Linked DNA regions of Mus musculus: region 1 is linked to region 2. A link is a contact called in public ChIA-PET data. All regions are on one chromosome and are shown on one strand. Each heading gives the region's core, a stretch centred on a gene start, on an enhancer-like site or on the middle of the called end of the contact. The rest is flanking DNA. Distances are from core to core; before and after follow the strand shown.

Region 1 (6,700 bases), core at 1,510-4,009, 87 kb after region 2:
TTCCTGAGAGTCCAAGTTTCATTCTCCCTCCTGAGAGTGCGTGCAACCAAATGTGGGAAAACTGGCAAATTTCTCTTGAGAAAATAATTTCCACCCAAATGAAAAGAAGCAACTCACCTTCTGCCCCTCAGTGTTTCCTATATGGGCAACAGTCTCCATGCAAGAATGGAGACCATCAAAAAATGGGGCTCAGAGGTAAACAAAGAATTCTCACCTGAGGAATACCGAATGGCTGAGAAGTACCTGAAAAAATGTTCAACATCCTTAATCATCAGGGAAATGCAAATCAAAACAACCCTGTGATTCTATCTCACACCAGTCAGAATGACTAAGGTCAAAAATTCAGGTGACAGCAGATGCTGGCGAGGATGTGGAGAAAGAGGAACACTCCTCCATTTTTGGTGAGATTGCAAGCTTGTACAACCACTCTGGAAATCAGTCTGGAGGTTCCTCAGAAAATTGGACATAGTATTACCTGAGGATCCCGCAATACCTCTCCTGGGCATATATCCAGAAGATGTTTCAAGTGGTAATAAGGACACATGCTCCACTATGTTCATAGCAGTCTTATTTATAATAGCCAGAAGCTGGAAAGAACCCAGATGCCCCTCAACAGAGGAATGGATACAGAAAATGTGGTACATTTACACAATGGAGTACTACTCAGCTATTAAAAAGAATGCATTTATGAAATTCCTAGGCAAATGGATGGACCTGGAGGGCATCATCCTGAGTGAGGTAACCCAATCACAAAAAAACTCACATGGTATGTACTCACTGATAAGTGGATATTAAGCCCAGAAACTTAGAATATCTAAAAGATACGATTTGTGAAACACATGAAACAAACTCAAGAAGAACAAAGACCAAAGTGTGGATACTTTGCCCCTTCTTAGAATTGGGAACAAAACACCCATGGAAGGAATTACAGAGACAAAGTTTGGAGCTGAGATGAAAGGATGGACCATCTAAAGACTGCCATACCCAGTGATCCATCCCATAATCAGCCTCCAAACGCTGACACCATTGCATACACTAGCAAGATTTTGCTGAAAGGACCCTGATATAGGTGTCTGTTGTGAGACTATGCCAGGGCCTAGCAAACACAGAAGTGGATGCTCACAGACAGCTATTGGATGGATCACAGGGCCCCAATGGAGGAGCTAGAGAAAGTACCCAAGGAGCTGAAGTGATCTGCAACCCTATAGGTGGAACAACAATATGAACTAACCAGTACCCCCCCCCCCCCCAGAGCTCGTGTCTCTAGCTGCATATGTGTCAGAAGTTGTCCTACTCCGCCATCAGTGGAAAGAAAGGCCCATTGGACTTGCAAACTTTATCTGCCTCAGTACAGAGGAACGCCAGGGCCAAGAAGTGGGAGTGGGTGGGTGGGGGAGGGTGTGGGGGACTTTTGGGATAGCATTGGAAATGTAATGAATACCTAATAAAAAAAAATAAAGTTCTAAGAATGCCATGAAATCCTCGACCCCTTGGAAGTAAAGTGATTTTACCTCAAACCTTAGTTCAGTATTTTATCTCCAAGAAACTCAATTAGACAGACAGACAGATAGACAGACAGACAGACACAGAGAGAGAGAGAGAAACGGAGAGACGGAGAGGGGGTAGAGGTATGGGGAGTAGAGAAGGGAGAAGAGTGTGTTGTGTCAGGCTGGCTACATGGATGGATGGTGATGCTAAGTCATGACACATGGGTGGGATAGCTCTGGCTGGCTGGTGGATGTGATGTAATGATTGTCGAGTAATAAAGGAATGGGTTACATGGAACAGATAGATAAAGCTAAAATAGATATTTAATAAGATTGGTAAGCCTGTCTAGGGACAGAGTGGTTCCTGACATAATTCTTTTTCCTAAGGTAGAGAGGCTTGTCTGTCATAGCAGCTATGGTGGCTTCATTAACAACCACTGAGATAGAGGCATGCTTTCCCAGAGGTTTGCCTCAGAGTGAGAGGAAGCTAAAGTGAGAAGAAGCAAGGGTCAGGACATTTTTTTTTTTCCAAATAATGAATGTCCAAGCTTTGTTAGGGACCTAACAAAGGACTGCACACTGGAAGTAAAATTGTAGACCATAAAAATGAACAAAAGAAAAAGCAAATTGGCTCATTATCAGTGGGATGGGACAGGTCACCCGCTGTGGCTACAACCCAGGCTAAATTAGAGCATGTGGGGCTATCCACCCCACATTTTCCCCGTCATTCTTGAAAGCTTTTTATTCCAACTTATTTTAGGAGTGGCAAAGGTGTGCTTCTAATTCTGTCCCTTTCTGTCTCTTTTTATAGTGCTCAAATCTTGGCAAATATCAGTATGAGAAAGGTGCGCTCCCCTCCTCTGTATTTCTCAGCAACAAGTTTAAGGGCTTGTACTTCCTGCTTCCACAGCCTTCTCACCTGCTGGGTCTAGCAACAGCTGTAACTTCATAGTTTGCAGGATGTGTGGCTCCTCGCTGGACTGCCTGCCGGGCCATCGGCACTGCCAGATGGCATGCCTTGATGTTTATAGATATCACCTTCATAACAGTGAGATTCTCTACCATGGCCCCTTGTAATATTTGTCACAGAGCTGGGGCCAGGGACTCAGTAAGAAAATGCTCACAGGCAACATAAAATCACCCACTCTCTATGAGTGAGACAGTCATCAGTTTGAAGGGGGTGTTTATCTGTGAAGGGACATCTCCTGAGAGGAGAACTGAAGGGCTACAGCAGACACTGCCAGAGCCTGCCCACATACCCACCCTCCCCGTTTAGTGTTGGCCGGCTTCACTGCCAACAGCTGGTGCCTTGTTTCTCGTTCTGAGAACCTTTTGTTACTCTGCGGCTCCTTTGCCACCTGTACATCTGGTCAAAGTGCCAGGAAATGGAAGTCCGGGGAGCGGCCTCCACCCATGATTGACAGGCATTGATACCTCAGCTCCCAGTTCCTCGGAGACAGGCATAGCATGCTTCAGTTTCTGGCACGTTGGCTGACTTCTCTCCCCAGCATTACATCCCCATAGTCTTATAGCATATTCTGGGTTCATCTCTGGAAACTAATTCAGAGGGGGTGGAGAATCCCAAAGATAGTTGTTTGCCTCCAACTGGGGGACATGGTTGGGAAGGTGGGTGGGGCTCTGGGGAAATGGATGAACTCTCCTGGAGCTTGTTCTTTCTACAGAGTTGGGGGACCCTCTGGAGAGTGAGAAACAGGGACGTCGGCCAGTCGGGATCAGGGTGGAGATTAGTGGGATGACTAGACATCCAGCAGCATCCTCTCACCACTTTCCTCCTATGAGGCAGGAGTTGGGGGTAAAAAGTACTGCAGGCAGCAGAGGGTACACGTATCCCACTCAGACCTTTACATTCTGCCTGCTTTTGTTTTCTTCCAAGTATTTGGGTGGAGGGGTTGGAAGACCTGATTAAACTCTTAATTTTTGTTTGATTGAAGACCGTGTCCCACTGTTGGAGGAAAATACCTATTTTGGGGATCTTTTTCCCCTCTGAATGAGAGAGATTTCAGAGTGATTCCAGAGATGAAGCCAGGAGACACGAAGACTCTGGGGAAATAATGTCAGGGAATGCAGTCAGCCAGTGTGCCAGAAGCTGGTGAGCTCACGCTGCCTGTGCCTCAGGAACTGGAAGATGAAGTATATCGATACCGAGTCCTGTCAGTCATGGGTAGAGGCTGCTCCCAGAAGTTCCTTTTCCTGAAGAGTTTTTTTTAATTTCTCCTGTGAGGCAGGGTTTCTCTCTGTAGACTTGGCTATCCTGGAACTCTCTATGTAGACCAGGCTGGTCTTGAACGTATTTTACTTTTGAATGACTTGTGTGTTGGGCTTAGGATGAAGGTGGGCGCAGTGTGCACACACCCACACCGGAAGTCATCAGAGAATTCTCTGAGGGAGTCAGTTCTCTCCATCATGAGGGCCCTAGGGACTTAACTCCGGTTGTTGGCTTGGTGACAGGCACCTGTACATGTGGAGCCATCTCACCAGCCCCTTGCTGGGTTTTGAAGCCTACACTGGGGTTACATTGTTGGTTTGTGCTTTGCTTCTGAGAACTTCTGTCAGACTGAGAACACAGCCATTCTCTCTGTGCATGAATCCCCTCATCCCTCTCTCTAATCCACATATCCACCCAGGAGATGCAGGTTTACGTTTTTGTGTCTGGGTATGACATTGTTTCTCTTTCAAGAGTCCCTACTGCTTGGAGCTGAGGAATTATCCTAAAAATACCTTATTTATTATATTTCTGAGGCTTGACACTATCTCTTTCCACTCTCTTGAATTCCTATCAGGAGTATAATGATCTTTCTATCGTTCATGTGTAACAAATCCCCACTTGGTTCTATCTTCCAGCCTTCAAACTCAGCTGTATCTATCTAAACAGTGGCTTAGCCAACCCCCAGCCCTGAAGCAGTTCAAATAGCCCCGTTTTTTGTTTTTGTTTTTTTGTTTTGTTTTGTTTTTGTTGTTTCCAGACATTCTATTTTGGTTTTCTTCAAATACAAGTCACATTTACCCTCACTGGTTCCATCTTTTATTGGTTTTAACAGCTATGGCCTCTTGCCTGAGTGTTTTTCTCTCCGAAGATGACTCGTGGGTGTGAATATGGACTTACCCTCAGCATGGGACACACCCTTTTATGTTTGCTAGTGTTGTTCTAAGCTGGGTTCAACAGGAATGCTCCTGTTTTGTTCTGTCTTGTTTTCTGTAGGAACACAGGACACAGTGGATCACAGAAGTGCATAATCATTGTAGTTGTGTTATTGCCGGATGCCCGGACATAGTCAAGGTAACTGAAGCCTCCGTGTCAGCTCCTCTAGTCCTTCTGTGGTGGAGACTCCTCTCCCTCTGCCTGGCCTCCTCTGCCTGGCCTCCCCTCACAACTGTCACAGATCCCACTGTCCTGAAGCTTCAGAGTCTTATTTCTTTGACAGATCTTTGAAGCCCGTAGGATGCCACAGGTGGAGCTCAGCGTTCATAAATATTTTTTGGAAAAATGAACCAGGAGAAACCTGTTCTGTAACATTTTTTGTTGTTGTTGTTGACTGTCATCTTTCATCTTTATCCCATAGGGCTTGGGAAGTGTGGACTCTGTTAGCCAAAAGTTACTTCAATCCAATGCACAGGATGAACACATCAAATACTTCTCTGATAAGATGCTAAAAGGCCGCACCAGCTGGGACCTGCCGGCTGCTTTTTCCACTGTACCTGGCAGCTAGGTGGTTATGACATTATCATCTCTCTCCACTGTGTGAGCCAGGAATGATCCAATGGAAAAGATCATATAGCAACAATTTCAAATGTTTCTGAAGCCACAACAAGGCTGAGCTGGAAGCCAGTTTTCTTGGGTACACGAAGGTTTAGAATCTTCTAAAGTCATATGACAGCAAACAAGGGCAGAGCACTGTCAAGTTCGAATGCCTCCTGTCTGCTTGCTCTCCTGTCTCAGCCACACATTTTCTGAGGGCCGTGACCATCACATACCTGCATTTACACACTCTAGTGGCCAAGCTGGAAATGCACAATAATAGGTTTGAATTGCATTTTGATTCACTGACTTTCAAGTTAAAAACAAAGTCACATCCAGATGTGAGGGTGCACATCTGAAATCCCAGTACATGGGGAGTGGGGGCAAGAGCATCAGGAGTTGGTCATTTCCAGTCACATAGCCAGCCTGAGCTGCATGGGACCTCGTCTCACAAAACACAGCAAAAGTAGAGCCACACCTGATAATCAATGAGCTTTATTGGTGTAAATATAGGATAGCTTAAAATATTATATTTTTGCTTTTATTTTGGCAAAGCCACTTTGGGTTTTTCTTTTCTCTTTACGGAATAAACTGCTTTGCTGTGTGTTTTCACGGTTTGAAACAGCTATCGTACTCTGACCCCTAGTGGCTTTGTGATGAATTGTAAGCGCCTGTTCCAGGACTCAAAGACAACTTTCCTCATTTCTTGCTTTTATTGTTGCTCACAACCAAACACTTTCTTAAATCTGTACAACCTGTGAGGAAATGGAATGAATTCTGAGCATTATTATCCGTGCCCTCTGCTTCAATTTCTGTGTCCAGGTTCCTGCCCAGAGTTCCTACCCTGATTTCCCTCTGTGATGGAGTGGGATCTGAGGGTTGTAAGCTGAAATAAACCCTTTTCTCCCCAGGTTGCCTTTGGTCTTGCTATTTTACCACAGCTACAGAAACCATAACACAGCTGGGGACCTAGCTCATTTGGCAGAGTCCAGGCCTTGCTCATAGGAAGCCCTGTGTTCTGTCCCCAGCATGCAGAAACCTGGTGTGGGTGCGCCCAGCCCTCAGGAAGTGAGAGCAGAAAGACCTGGAGTTAGAGGTCACTCTGGGCTTCATGAAACCTTGCATCAAAAAGAGAACAACGTATAGACAGACAGACAGACAGACACACACACACACACATACACAAAGCGGGGACAGAAGAAAACAAAAGCCTAAACTTAGGTCCACAAAAGCATAAACTTAGGCAGAGAGAATGGCAAATGAGACCTAATTGAAATTAAGATATTTTGCACATCAAAAGATCATATTAGTAAGGTGAAAGAGCAAGGCAGCTGAGTGTGAGAAAATATATATGATATATTCAGCCACCTGTGCAAGAACTATCCTAAGGACAGCAACTCACTAGAAAAATGGTAAAAGAATAGCAACTTCACATAAGCATGCACCCAAACTACGA
Region 2 (6,672 bases), core at 364-2,863:
TAAGTTAAGCAGTTAGGGGCCATATCACACCCTTGAAAGATAAGGAAACCCAGCACTGGTGAAAATCAATATTTATTGTGGTCAGTGTGCATAGAGACAGGCCCTGTATGTTCACCAGCCTGGACTGCCTGTTGGACAAGGGGTCATGGCTGTATATTTGGAGACCATTTGGCCATCTAGGTCATCCCTGGTCTTGTGGATTCCAACATCCCAAGCTTGATTGAGGCTACAGTTCTTCCAAACTATTGATTGGTTTTCTTCCCGGAACATTCAGAAGATGGCAGTGCTTGCTCGAATGCATTTAACAATTGCAAAGGGGCTGAACAACTGCTCAGTGGTAGAGCTTTTGCCTAACATGGACAAGGCCATGAGTTTCATTCCTAGCACCCGCCTCCTTCAAATCATAGGATTAAGAATTCTTCAAAGGTCTATTTTTCATGATGACTTCTTTGACAACTTTTTAATTGACTTATTTATTTAAAAATTGTAAATTGTCTGTGTGTGTGTGTGTGTGTGTGTGTGTGTGTGTGTGTGAGAGAGAGAGAGAGAGAAAGAGAGAGAGAGAGAGAGAGAGAGTATAAAGGTATTTGTAGATGTATGCAGATGTCTACTGAGGCTAGAAGAGGGTGTCTGGTCTCATGTCTGTGGACTTGAGCTGGCTGTGAGGCCACCTGACATGGGTACTGGGAAGCTAACCTGAATCCTCTGGAAAAGCCACTGAGCCACCTCTTTAGCCCAGAATGACCTCCTGAGTGTTGCATCTTGTCATCTCCTGCCTCTCCTCTTCTGCTTTCTGTCTCCCCATCCTCCTCTTTTTCTTCCACTTCAAGTGTTAAATTCCTTCAAATTATTTATTCTGATTTCTATTTTGATTTTTAAAGGTACACTTTTGATAGATGGCTCATTTTACCTTTGAACTCATGATCCTCCCGTCCTCACCTCCTCATTGCCAGGACGTCCAGGTGTGTGCCACCCTACCCGGCCTTAAAATGTTTATTTGTATTGGTGTCCTTGATCACCTAACACCTTAAGCATGACTTCTGTGCTGTTTGCTAAACTAGTAACTGCCCTTCTGCTGGCTTTTAATAGACAGTGTCCAGCTATGAGATGCATCGTTTGGTCACCTAACTCCTCAGTTCAATGATAACTCACAGACCTGGGCCAAACTGATTGTCTTTGAGTGAACTTGACTGAGGTTCCAGCTTAGCTTCTGCCTCTATCAGTCTGGCCCCTGAACTAACTCCCCCCACCCCCATCTGTAAAGTGAAGAGATGCTCTCTTTGTGTCCTTACCAACTATGGGAGGCTACATTCTTGGCTTCAGGCCTTGAACCAGATGAGTGTAGCTCCTTCGTGAGTGCACCACTGACCTTCCTGCCTCAGGCTTAACTTTCCTTTAGGGGAAAGCTATGGTTAAGTTGGTGACCGCAGGCTGAGTGTCAGCCTCATCTGCAGATGGGGGACTTGGGGAGGGAAAGCTTACCTGATGGGTGACCACTAGATGATTTTCACTTCTGCGAAACAGATCTCTGCTGTTTCTTGGCCCAGAAGCCTGCCACATCTTAGAGTCACCGGTGTCATGAGCCGGTTGTGGAAAGTGGAAATGGGCAGGATGTGGTTTGAACTGACAAAACTGGAGCAAATCACTCATCTCTGGGGTTGGCATGGATACTGAGGGTGGGGGAGGCTGTGCAGGGATACTGACGGGGGGGGGAGGGGAGGTCTGTGCAGGGATACGGAGGGGGTGGCTATGCAGGAATACCAAGAGGTGAGAGAGGCTGTGCTTACTGTACAGCCAGCCAGCATTATAAGTCTAGGGCAGCCCAGCCACTCTGAACATACTGGGCTTGGAAGCTGGGCAGCGTTGAGCCTAACTAGTACTTAGATGGAAGGAAGTAACAAAGTAGGCTTCAGAGTCATAAGATTCTCAATATGTGACCTAAATCCCTGGCATGCTTCTTCTGTACTACCAACAGAACCCTAAACTCAGAAAGAACGTGGCCCTTGACAGCCAGGATCCATGTTGCCTTCATAATACTTCCCATAGCCTTGACTTGGACCTGTGTGTGTCCCAGGGTCATTTGAGGACCTTACCATATGTCTCCACAGTATGGCCTCTGGTTGGACTGTGGAGACAATCAACAAATAACAGGTAAATGAATAGTTAGTTCTAAGCAATGTAAACACCCCAAAAGTCTACTAGTGTGCATGTTGGTTTTTGTCAATCCGACATTAATCTAGACATCATTAGAAAGAAGGAACCGTGGGTGAGAAGATGCTTTCATCACCTTGGCCTGGAGGCAAGCCTGTGAGCCATTTTCCTAATTAATGATTGATGTGGGAGAGCCCAGCCTCGTAGGGGCAGTGTCACCCCTGTGCAGGTGGGTGTGAAACATAAGAGAGAGTGAGCCGAGCAAGCCATGGGAAACAAGCCAGTAAGCAATGTTCCTTCATGGCCTCTGCTTCGGTTCCTGATTCTAGGTTCTTACCTTGAGCTCCTGTGCCGAGTTCTCTTCATGATGGACCATCAGCCGGTTTCCTCCGAAAACTGCTTTTATTTGTGGTGTTTATCCCAGCAATAGAAACATAATTAAGAGAAGTAGGTTTAACAAAAATTCAAGTACTGAATTATCTGGGCTACCATGGGGTTTCAGGGGGATGGGAAGGTTCTGTCCTGCCTTCTTAAGCCTATTGGATGAAGAGCTTTCTGCCTGCCTTTCCTGGAGGGAGGAAGGCTGCTGTGACTTCAGGGCTTACATAACTAACTGCTGACTGACAGTGGTCCTCACTTCTGAGACCCACAGAAATGCCTGGGTGCATCATTTTACATCCCAGCCCCATTGTTGCTCTACCAGGATTGTCTTTGTTGTGCTTGTCATTGTCTGATGTCTTTGTTGAGAAGAATAGCTCAGACAAAGAACCATCACAGTGCCTCGCTGACTGGCTGGGTTTGCTGCATCTTGGGGAGGCTCCCTTCTGACAGACGTAGGAGAAGCCACACATTCTCAGGTCTAAAATCAAGGCAATGGTACAAAACACCTCATCATGGGTGGTCATGGGACTGACAGCATCACGAAACTGTTCTCACAGAGCTGGGTGTGGAGTAAGTACCAAAGAGAGAGCAGCTCATTTTTTAGGTTCTTTCAGCGGCATAATAGTCTTTAAATCATGCAATCTTATTCTGTTTTTTTTTTTTTTTTTTTTTTTTTTTTTCCTGGCATAAACACGATCCAGCACAGCCAACGTTGTTTAATGTTTGCCTGGCTTCCTTCCCTCTGTTTTCTGTCTCTGGGGAGGACAGGAGAGGAAGGACATTCCAATTTCACAAACACTACCTCTGAGTGCCTCAGATTAATGTACAACGCTGAGCTGAGATGACTTTTTATTTTTAGCATGCATGAGTATTTAATGCATGATAATGTTTATGCCACACATCAGTGGGGAATGGAAAGACCACTCACAAAATGGAACTGGGATTAACTAGCTAATTATTTAGGAAAATGTGAGCGTACTTTGAGAAAAAAAGACATCACAGATGGGTCAGAAAGTACTGTTAAACCTATATACTTCGGAATGGGGACCTGTTTATGGGTGTGGCCCTGGGATGTCAAAGGATGTCATTTCTGTGAGTCTCGGAAGTGAGGACCACTGTCAGTCAGCAGTTAGTTATGTAAGTCCACTTAGTCACAGCGGGCTTCCTCCCTCCAGGAAAGGCAGGCAGAAAAGCTCTTTATCCAATAGGTATAAGAAAGCAGGACAGACCCTCCCCCTCCTCCCAAAGCCTATGGTAGCACAGAATTCAGTACTTGATTTTTTTTTGTGTGTGTGTGTGAACCAGGCTATCCAACCATGTAATAGAAAGCATGGGGCTTTAGCCACATAAAATAAAACTGCATGAAAATCACAAGTAAATTAAATCAAAGGGTAAATGTAAAACTGGTTTAACAGCATTCCACTGGGTTCTTTGTTGTTTTGTTCACTTTACAGAGCTCTTTGTATAGGAAGGAATTATCCCTTTGGCTCTAATGTGTATCATATACCACATCTCTACTTGTTTGTAGTATTATTTTTTTTCTCATAGAAACTTTGAAGCTTTTTGCAGTTAAATTCCTAAATCTAACCAATTAATTATAAGATGGCTTCCTTGTACATATACCTCCATAGTCACCTTTAGTGTCACCTGAGACCCAAACCTTGTTAGAAGTAATGCAAGCTACACTGCGGAACTGTGAGCTCTTCTTACAGTCTTCCTTGGGTGGGATTATGCAGAATTTTAAATCTATGTTCTGCCTTAAAGAAGGGAGAAAGCGCTAATAAGTATTTTATGTTAGAATTTAGACAAAACATTGTTAGTCTTAGAGGCCTATCTGCTTCTCAACTCATGTGTTTATTTATTTATTTTTGTCCCAAATACCAAGTAAATGCCTGACATTCCCTGAAGGCTGTCAGAGTCAGAGCCAGGCCATCGCACCCAGAAGTGGCTGGCTCCCATAGATGGAATCCCTGAGTGTTCAGAGATGTCACCCTTTGGTGTGTTCTTTCTTGGTGGTTGCCATTATGGCTAGCAAAGCTAGGCAGGTGGAAGTCCCTCACCCCCCGGAAAACAGTATGATAGGTAAGGCCAGGCCTGGAGGCACAGATCTGTATCCCAACTGCTTAAGAGGCTAAGACAGGCAGATGACAAGTTCAAGGCTAGCCTGCACAACAGAGTTCAATGCCAGGTTGGATAATTAGTGCAACAAGATCTCATTTTTTTTTTTAAAACAAGACAGGGTTTCTCTGTGTAGCCCTGGCTGTCCTGTAACTCACTTTGTAGTGTAGACCAGGTTGACCAGGTTGTAGACCAGGTTGGCCTCGAACTCAGAAATCCTCCTGCCTCTGCCTCCCAAGTGCTGGGATTAAAGGCATGTGCCACCACCACCCGGCTCAAATTTTTAAAAAGTAAAACAGGGGTCTGGGGATGAGGTTCAGTGGCAGCATACATGCTAAGTCTGCTGAAGTACCTGGGTTCAATTCCCAGTAGGAAGATACATAAATACATAAGTATATCAATAAGTAAATGTAACTGAATGCAATTTAAAAATCCAAACAAGCAAACCCAAAACAAAACTAAGATAGATTAACCCAGAATGCAGCACCCCTAATAACCATTCACTGTGTCTGGATCACATGATTAGCTGCTTCTAGTAGCTAATACACATACTTTATTTAATAAAGATAGCTGGTGATTTGTTAAAAGTCAGGTGCTGAACTAAACATACAAGGTCCTCTAATTGACCTGCCAGTTGCTTGGGGACATGTAAGTCAGCAGTGTCTCGATAGAGGAACAAATCTCTGTGCTCATAAATTTCTTACTAAGAGAAGGGTCTCTGCCAGCAACTCAGACCTTACATTCAGCATACATACATGCCCTTCACTGAAGTTAGTATCATGACTGAAAGTACACTCAGTCTGGGTGACACAATATGTGAAGTGGAAATTATATCCACAGCGGGAGAGGGAAGCTACCAAAGTTGAAACCATGACACTGTTGGAAGAGGAACTTGACTTCACACTGCCCACTGCAGGATGCCTCGCTTTCAGTCCATCTGCGCCCCCTGCAGGAATTCACAGTGAAGCACTCATTTCAGGGCTCAGCTTGCTCACAGTGAATGCTCAGTGAGACTGGCCTATAAAGAGATCAGTCAAGGGTGTAACTCCAGGACATCAAAACGAGGGTTCAGGTGTCTGTTCAAAGGGAAACGGCTGGTCATAGATACTAAACAGGACTCGAGGCTTATTTAACAACTGTTCTACTCTTCAAGTGTTGGAAGCAGACATATATGGACAGCATATGTCTCCTTTAAAGTATCATGCTCCTATCTTAAGCAAACAAAAACATCCTGATATTCTTTTCTATTAAGGAAAAAACACATAAAAGAACTAAAAATAATCTTAGGACATTTCTTCTTTTCCTCTACTTCCCTTGATTATTTTGATTCCCCCTTCTAAGTAGGACTGAAACATCCACTCTTTGGTCTTCCTTCCTCTTGAGCTTCATGTCATCTGTGAACTGTATCTTGGGTATTACATGTTCTTTGCCTAATACCACTTATCAGTGAGTACATACCATATGTGTTCTTTTGTGACTGAGTTACCTCACTCAGGGTGATATTTTCTAGTTCCATCTATTGGCCTGTGAATTTCATGAAGTCATTGTTTTTAATAGTTGAGTTCATTGTTTAAGTGGACCACATTTTCTGTATCCATTCCCTTGAGGGATATGTGGATTCTTTCCAGCTTCTGGCTGCTATAAATATGGCTGTTATGAACATAGTGGAGCATGTGTCCTTATTACAAGTTGGAACATCTTCTGGGTATATGCCCAGTAGTGGTATAGCAGGGTCCTCAGGTAGTACTATGTCCAATTTTCTGAGGACCCCCCTAGACTGATTTCCAGAGTGGTTGTACCAGCTTACAATCCCACCAGCAATGGAGGAGTGTTCCTATTTCTCCACATCCTCGCCAGCATCTGCTGTCACCTGAGTTTTTTATCTTAGCCATTTTGGCTGGTGTAAGGTGGAATCTCAGGGTATTTTTGACTTGCATTTCCCTGATGACTAATGATGTTGAACGTTTCTTTAGGTGCTTCTCAGCCATTCAAATTTCCTCAGTTGAAAATAAGAGATATTAA

The links. ChIA-PET counts read pairs in DNA pulled down with a chosen protein or histone mark.
Region 1: a contact with region 2 is called in an RNA polymerase II ChIA-PET map of memory CD8 T cells, with 3 times the contacts expected there. The contact joins two enhancer-like sites. A contact is called at or near these places in 4 of 15 datasets of contacts at CTCF or cohesin (the NIH/3T3 cell line, embryonic stem cells, large pre-B cells and 1 more), 84 of 484 Hi-C or Micro-C datasets (the 3T3-L1 cell line, the 63-12 cell line, the AML12 cell line and 55 more), 6 of 115 datasets of contacts at active chromatin or transcription factors (CD8 T cells, DN3 thymocytes, T-cell acute lymphoblastic leukemia and 3 more) and 1 of 9 other capture datasets (bone marrow-derived macrophages).

What each region holds. Positions count from the first base shown.
Region 1 is chr1:106,424,525-106,431,224 of GRCm38.p6, reverse strand. No RefSeq gene overlaps it. Among named protein-coding and RNA genes, the nearest start is that of Gm41928, 96 kb to the left of the region's middle. Within about 2 kb of position 2,759, at least 33 of the 459 cell types and tissues checked have an H3K27ac peak or open chromatin away from gene starts, as enhancers often do. A contact at or near this core is called in CD8 T cells, T-cell acute lymphoblastic leukemia, Th2 cells and 2 more, where this site is marked.
Region 2 is chr1:106,510,697-106,517,368 of GRCm38.p6, reverse strand. No RefSeq gene overlaps it. Among named protein-coding and RNA genes, the nearest start is that of Gm41928, 9.6 kb to the left of the region's middle. Within about 2 kb of position 1,613, at least 85 of the 459 cell types and tissues checked have an H3K27ac peak or open chromatin away from gene starts, as enhancers often do. A contact at or near this core is called in CD8 T cells, T-cell acute lymphoblastic leukemia, Th2 cells and 2 more, where this site is marked.